2 separate regions of the Zea mays genome follow, and region 2 is linked to region 1. Evidence: chromatin contacts called from public Hi-C data. All regions are on one chromosome and are shown on one strand. The core of a region is the stretch at or near the end of the contact, and the rest is flanking DNA. Distances in the headings are between cores, read along the strand shown.

Region 1 (3,982 bases), core at 1,110-3,609:
AAGAAGGTAAAATCTAGAGCCTCCACTAAATATGCAACATCTAGTGATGAAGATAACTCTAGTGATGATGAAGATAATTTGCTTGCCCTTTTTGCCAACCTCAACATGCAACAAAAGGAAAAATTAAATGAATTGATAGGAGCTATTCATGAGAAGGATGAACTCTTAGATAGCCAAGAGGACTTCCTTATTAAGGAGAACAAGAAGCATGTTAAGGTTAAAAATGCTTATGCTTAGGAAGTAGAGAAATGTGAAAAATTGTCTAGTGAGCTAAGCACTTGCCATGATATTATCTCAAACCTTAGAAATGAAAATGCAAAATTAAATGCTAAGGTTGATAAGTTAGATGTTTGTGATGATTCAATTGTTAGTCTTAGAAATGATAATGCTAGTTTGATTACTAAGATTGACAAGTTGAATGCATCACTCTCTAGCCTTAAAATTGAGAATGAAAAATTAATTGCTAAGGCTAAAGATTTAAATGTTTGCAATATTTCTATTTCCAATCTTAGAGATGAGAATGCTATTTTACATGCTAAGATTGATGAATTAAATGCTTGCAAACCCTCTACATCTACTGTTAGTCATGTCTCTATTTGCACTAGATATAGAGATGTTAATGTTGATGCTATCCATGATCACATTGCTATGATTAAACAACAAAATGATCATATAGCAAAATTAGATGCTAAAATTGTCGAGCATGAATTAGAGAATGAAAAATTTAAATTTGCTCGTAGTATGGTTTATAGTGGGAGACGCCCTGGCATTAAGGATGGCATTGGCTTCCAACAGGGAGGCAATGTCAAACTCAATGCCCCTAAAAGATTGTCTAATTTTGTTAAGGGCAAGGCTCCATGCCTCAGGATAACGAGGGCTATATTTTATATCCTGCTGGTTATCCTGAGGATAAGATTAGGAGAATTCATGCTAAGAAGACTCATTCTGTTTCTCACCATGCTTTTATTTATAAGAATGAGGCTTCTAGCTCTAGGCGTTCTACCCATGTTAAAATGCCTAAAAAGAAATCTCCTATTGCATCAAATGATCATAACATTTCATTTAATATTTTTGATGCTTCATATGTTTTAACTAACAAATCAGGCAAATCAGTTGCCAAATATGTTGGGGCCAAACACAAGGGCTCAAAGACTTGTGTTTGGGTAACCAAGGTGCTTGTTTCTAATGTGAAAGGACCCAAGACCGTTTGGGTACCTAAGAACAAGGCCTAAACTTGTTTTGTAGGTTTATGCATTCGGGGGCTCAAGTTAGATAATTGATAGCGGGTGCACAAACCACATGACTGGGGAGAAAAGGATGTTCTCCTCCTATGAGAAAAACCATGATCCCCAAAGAGCTATCACATTCGGGGATGGAAATCAAGGTTTGGTCAAAGGACTTGGTAAAATTGCTATATCTCCTGACCACTCTATTTCCAATGTTTTTCTTGTAGACTCTTTAGATTATAACTTGCTTTCAGTTTTTCAATTATGCAAAATGGGCTACAATTGTCTTTTTACGGATATAGGTGTTACTGTCTTTAGAAGAAGTGATGATTCAGTAGCATTTAAGGGAGTGTTAGAGGGTCAGCTATACTTAGTTGATTTTAATAGAGCTGAACTCGACACTTGTCTTTTCAATTGTCTTTACAATTGTCTTTTCCAACGATTGTCTATACAATTCGAGCATACTTAGTTGTCTATACAATTGTCTTTTCCAACGATTCGAGCATGTGTGCCCACACCCAGGCCGGAGCAGGGCGGCGGGAATGAGCTCCACAGCGGAGCTCCCGTCGGTGAGCTATGAACTGGCCACCCCGAGCCCTAAACCCCGCAGCCAACAGAGCCAACGAGATGCGGGGGGTAAAAGCGAAACCAGTGGGGAAGTCTCACCCGAAACACCAATGGAGGGGAAGTAGTTCGTGATGACGCGCGGAGCAGTGCCTTCCTCGTCGACCAACGAGAAATTCCGATGGGGGTAGGTCGGGATTCCACTCGAATTGGCTACATGCAACTCCCCCGTGAGATGGTAAAGCAATGGCACAGCTCTCCCTCGCCGGAACATCGGCGTAGACCGAGATGTTACCGGCTGCGCGGAACGAACTGAGGAATGTCCCTTACGCCCATAATTCCTCCAATTTGGTAGCGGCGATTAGGGTTGCTGGGGGAAAAGGGGACGAAACTAAGCCCCCAGCGCATGGCTTTATGATCCCAAGGGAGTTCGGTTGAGGAGTCCGCGTTACTCGCACGGAGATCGGCGCGGAATCCGGCTTCGCGCCACGCCCACGATAGCGCGAGGGAGGATCCTGCCAAGGTGGCCCCACCTGGCATCCGGGAGCACGACCGATAGGAAGGACGAGCTCGCACTCGCGACTATGTCTGGCTGACCGCAGGGCTCCGCATGTCAGCGCGGCGTGGCGCCCAGTTGGGCCGAGCGCGCCACAGCGAAGATGGGCCGACTTCCAGGTAAGGCCCGGGTATGTTTTTCCTTACTCTTTTTATTTTTCCTGGTTTGTTTTCCCTTTATTGTTTAAATTCAAATTTTGAGTTCAAATTTGATTGTGAGTCTCACATTTGGGTTAATTGCACAAATTCAAATCCCAGTGTAAGTTGTATATATTTATATATTTATTTTTATTTATATAGTATTTTCTTTCTCCTCTTTTCTTTGTTATTTCCCATTTCTAAATTTTCAAATTAGGTATTAAATCCCAATTTGGATATTAATTTATTTCTATCACTATGATTATTATCATTATTAAATGCACAACCAAATAACTCCAACATGATGCACAAGTTATTCATGTGTCACTTGTTAATTATTCACTTTTAAATGTGGGTGTTCACATGTGCTAATAAATAGAGGGCAAAACATATAAGAGAAATCCACTCCTTTCTTATGATTTACAAATTGGTTATTACAAATCCAACCCCCCTTAAAAAGAATCTCGACCTCGAGATTAGGAAGAACTAGAGAAGAGGTGGGGAAATTTTATTTGGAGCTCTTCTTCTGTCTCCCAAGTAGCCTCATCTTCATAGTGGTGACTTCATTGCACTTTGCACATTTTGATCACTTCATTCCTTGTAACCCGAGTCAAAGTGTCAATGATCTTGATAGGATACTCTGTGTAAGTTAGATCACCTTGAACACTAAGTTCTTCCATTGGTAGTTGTTCCTCGGGAACACAGAGACACTTCTTAAGTTGAGATACGTGGAATACATCATGTACATCAGACAAATGATTTGGTAGCTCAAGCTGGTAGGATATCTCCCCAACTCGCCTAAAGATTCTGAAGGGTCCAATAAAGCGAGGGGATAGCTTGCCCTTAACTTTGAATCTTCTCATTCCACGAATTGGTGACACCTTGAGATACATGTGGTCACCCTTTTCGAATTCCAGTGGTCTTCTCTGGTTATCAACATAGCTCTTTTGTCGTGTTTATGCTATCCTCAAGTTCTCCTAGATCATACGAACTTGTTCTTCTGCCTCTTGAATAATCTCAGGCCCAAAGAACTGCCTTTCACCAGTCTGATCCTAACACAGAGGAGTTCTGCACTTTCTGCCATATAATGCTTCAAATGGTGACATCTTCAGTCTGGTCTGGTAACTATTATTATAAGAGAACTCAGCATATGGTAGACTCTTGTCCCAACTGCCTCCATGCTTAAGGGCACAAGCTTTTAACATATCCTCAAGTACTTAGTTAGTTCTCTCAGTGTGGCCATCAGTTTGAGGATGATAGGCCAAACTGAAGTTCAACTTCGTATCCATGTTCTCATGAAGGCTCTTCCAAAACCTTGAGGTGAATTGAGATCCTCGATCAGACACAATCTTCTTTGGTACACCGTGTAAACACACAATTCAAGCCATATACAATTTTGCCAACTGAGAACCCTTGTAAGTGGTCTTGACCGGAATGAAGTGAGCCACTTTGATTAGTCTATCTATGATCGCCCATATGGAATCATAACCCTTCGGGGT
Region 2 (3,982 bases), core at 1,110-3,609, 100 kb after region 1:
TACCAAACGAGCATAGCAAGTGATTTCGATAGAATGGCTCTCCAAATATGAATTTATTGAATAAGTTAAAAAAAATATTATTAGAGATACTCCAAGAGTCTATCTAAACTTCAGTCTCTATATCTCTATTCTAGGAGTCAATGTACGAGTGTTCTCATATATCCAACTATCAAAACATTATATTGTGGAGACATCAAAACCACTCCTTTTATTTATCTTTTTGCTACAAACAAAGCAATAAACTCTGAACATACCAACCAAGAGCGAAATTGATTGGACCAATGGTATTGAAAACGCCAATTATGACATGTTGGCCGTGATGGCTTTAGCTTTGAAGTTTCTGGTTGCATTGGACCTAAAATCAAGTATGCCCGTCGTACTTCATCTTGTTAATTGCTTGGATACTCCCAAATTTGTGGGGCATTTTGCTGGATCTCGCTTTAAAATTTTGATGTCCTGAAAAACCACAGCTTCATCTTGATCTTGCCTTTGTAAATTAATACCAACTACATGGACACCACCAACAGCAACGATATAGGTTGCTCAATAACCGCGGTTCTGGTTCGTCCCTTCTTTTACAAAATGATTGGGTTGATTTTCGAACCATATAAGAGCTTGTTCGGTTATTTCCAATACACATGGATTGGATGAGATTGGAAAAAATTAAGAAGAAGTTTGACTTGTTTGGGATTCAAGCACATCCAATCTCACTCAATCCACATGGATTGAGAGCTAACCAAACAAGTCCTAAGTAAGAGAAATTACTCCGTATCTAAACTAGTAAACTAGGCTTAGGGATCGGGACTACCGGACTACCATTACGATTGAGCAAAATCAAATCAAAATAAGAAGCGAAGAAGAAAAAAAATTAGAGCATGTTTGAATAGCATCAGGGTGTTTGCCAGCATGCGGCTATAGGTGTATATTCGGGCCGCCCGGCCCGGCCCGGCCCAAGCCCGAAAAGGCCCGTATTGTTTGAATTTCGGGTCGGTCCGACCCGTTTGAATTTTGGGTCGTGCCGGGCCGGCCCATGGGCCTAGCCCTTGGCCCACGGCCCGGCCCGTAATTGCTTAAACGTGTCGGGCTCATTTCGGGCGGCCCGAAATTATAAAAGCCCGAAATTCAATTTTTGGCCCGAAATTCACATTAGGGCCCGAAATTCAGTTTTTTGCCCGAAATTCACATTAGAGCCCTAAATTCAAAAAAATAATAAAACAAATAAAAGATAAGACAAATAAATTTGAACAAAATCAAACTTAATATTTGTATTAATTAAAGTTACCACAGCTATGCAATGACTACCTCGTTTATAAATTATTTTGTTAGAAGGAAAAAGAGTATAACCAGCTCTATACAAAGTTCGTAAGTTTAGTTCATTGTCTAATGTTCATAACAAAAGCAAAATTACATCACACACTCTAATTCAAAGCTACAAAAAACATCTAACTAGCATTATCTCTAGCTTTGTGTTCTTTATTAAGTATATGAAAGTGTGGAATGAAGTGTGTTTTAATAAATATATGGGCTTTTACGTGTCTCTATTTGGACCATTTCGTGCATGCCTTAAACGGGCCGTGCTCGTGTCCGCCCATGTGCCGTGACCTCGGCCCAAACCCGGCCCGATATAACGGGTCGTGCCGGCCCGACACTAAATTATTTCGAGTCGTGCCGTGCCTGGGCCGTGCTTTTTTTCCGTGCTTCGGGCCGGCCCATCAGACCCGGCCCAAATGTACACCTATACATGCGGTCGACTGCCGAGGCCCGAGGACGACGAGCGACGGCAGCACTCAACACATACAAAGAAAGGTTTGGAACTTGACGGAGAAGAGATAAAGTACGACGTTGTTAGCCTGTTAGGAGTAACTTCCACCATTTCTTTTTAGTTGTCGCTGGATAATTCAATTTTGCACTATCCAGTAATAACTAAAACAAAACGAAGGGAGTAGGACTGAAGCATCATAGTCGCGTGGCCATAAAGGGACAATAAAAACGACACACCGAGGACATGTACGATCTAAAGATTTCTGGCTCGGTTTTCTATATACAAGAAACAATTACTTGTAAGAAACTGCAATGATACAATCTAGAGCCTGTAAATCATAACTACAGTATAGATATAATAAGATTGTGTAGAGAGCGGCTTTTCGCGAAGAGTCCGTCTTTTTTTTACCTATTTCTTGGAGACATCTCAAGAAACTCTCTAATTAACGAGGATGTACTAATGTTGTGGTAAATAATGATGGACGATAGTCGATAACGTGAGGTGTGGTTGGTACTGGTAGCTAGCGTGATGTATGGTCTGTATTCAGCCTAACTAATTTGCCAGCGAGTGATGCGGTGACGTGCTGCTGCTGTTGTAGTAGGTGGTGGAGCAAGCCCAGTCCCCAATCCCACCCTGCCACCCAACCTTGCTTCTTCTCCGATAGCTATTTCTCTGCTTTCTCTCCAATCTTCCCGGGTTTCCCTGATTAAAGATGGCTGAATCCTTTGTTCTCAGTACCGGCTCGAGGATCCCATCGGTTGGGCTTGGCGTATGGCAAATACAACCTGACGCTGCCAACGACGCCATCTACGCTGCTGTCAAGGTCTTTTTTTTTTTTTTCTCTGCTCTGTCTGATCCCCTCCTGCTTTCCCTTTCAGTCGAAAATTTTCTTTCGAAGCTTGCCTGTATTATGTGTTAACAATCTGATTTACCGGTTTCTTTCGAAGCTTGCATGTATCCTGTAGATTGTAAGGTCTTATTGCAATTGGAAATCTCCGTTATGCAGTTGCCTCAGATAACCTAGCTAGCCATTACGAATGAACTGTTTTGGCTTGTCCTCGAAGTGTTCATATGATCCATTGGATCGTAATGTTAATTTAAATATGGTAGAAGATTCTTTTTTCCTGTTTCAAAATGTGTTCTCAAGTCATGGGTCTGCCATCGGATTGTTTGCATCTCTTGGATCCCAGTCTAAAATTTTTTTTTCGACCAAAATCCCAGTCTAAAATTGTTGTTGGTTTTATGACAGGCTGGGTATCGGCATATTGACTGTGCAGCAGCATACAACAATGAGGAGGAGGTAGTAGTTACTCAACATGATTTGTAACTGATATTATGTTGACTTAGTTTAGTTTTACAACATCATCACCTTATTGTTTCAGCTCAAATGAATATGACTCGATGCTAATTATTTGGTTACTATAACAATGATGCTATTTTATCTTAGCCTTTGTTCTCTTTTCTCAAACAACGCAGTAGACCTAGGTGTCATTTCATTAAGGAAGAAAAGGGAACAAACACATTGGAGGAGCTGACCTCTATTCTTACAAACGCGCCCCCACACAAAGAAAACTGCCACTACACGACCACCAAGTGCCCAAAACCACCATCTGATGAGCAGTTTATGGAGTGCTATTACCATACCACAAGCTGCTCTCCTCTACCTCAGCACAGCAGAACCAGGACTAGTCCCCTCAAACACACATACATTCTTATGCTTCCAAATCTTCGAGGAAACAAGAATAAGAGCCTGTTTGGTTCATGGCTAACTGCGTCACACTTTGCCTAAGTTTAGTCGTTCGAATTGAAGAACTAACCTTAAGCAGAAAAGTTAGGCAAAGTGTGGCAAGTTAGGTAGCGAACCAAACAGACCCTAACTAAAGGGTTAAGATCTTTCTTCAACTCCTTAGGCATTTTGCCATTTTGTTGACTGCCGTGGACCAACATTCCGAGAAACTTCTATAATTAATGCCCTGAACAAGTGAGCTTCCAAGTGTTGTAGGGTCAAGTCATCTACTAATTCCCATAAATTCAGATATTCAACTAATTCCCTGAACAAGTGAACTAAGGCCTACACCAATCCAGCTCTGGATTAGCATGGATTAGAATTAAATCCATGTCATAATTCATGCCCCAAAATAATCCAAACATACTCAAATTTTTTTATTCGGTTAAACCCATTATAGATTATAATCCAAGGGTTTGAGAATTTTTTAAAAC

The links. Hi-C and Micro-C count contacts between places; a contact is called where the count stands out from the background.
Region 2: a Hi-C map of tassel shows a contact between it and region 1, with 2.3 times the contacts expected there. The contact joins the promoter of LOC100194348 here to the enhancer-like site in region 1. A contact is called at or near these places in 3 of 25 Hi-C or Micro-C datasets (leaf and tassel).

The regions. Positions count from the first base shown.
Region 1 is chr8:97,259,947-97,263,928 of Zm-B73-REFERENCE-NAM-5.0, forward strand. No RefSeq gene overlaps it. Among protein-coding and RNA genes, the nearest start is that of LOC100277784, 45 kb to the right of the region's middle. Within about 2 kb of position 2,360, at least 17 of the 20 cell types and tissues checked have an H3K27ac peak or open chromatin away from gene starts, as enhancers often do. A contact at or near this core is called in leaf and tassel, where this site is marked.
Region 2 is chr8:97,362,323-97,366,304 of Zm-B73-REFERENCE-NAM-5.0, forward strand. It overlaps LOC100194348 (putative oxidoreductase, aldo/keto reductase family protein), which reads left to right and starts at 2,360. Exons shown (of 7, transcript NM_001139383.1): 1 at 2,360-2,585; 2 at 3,012-3,062. The coding sequence starts at 2,475.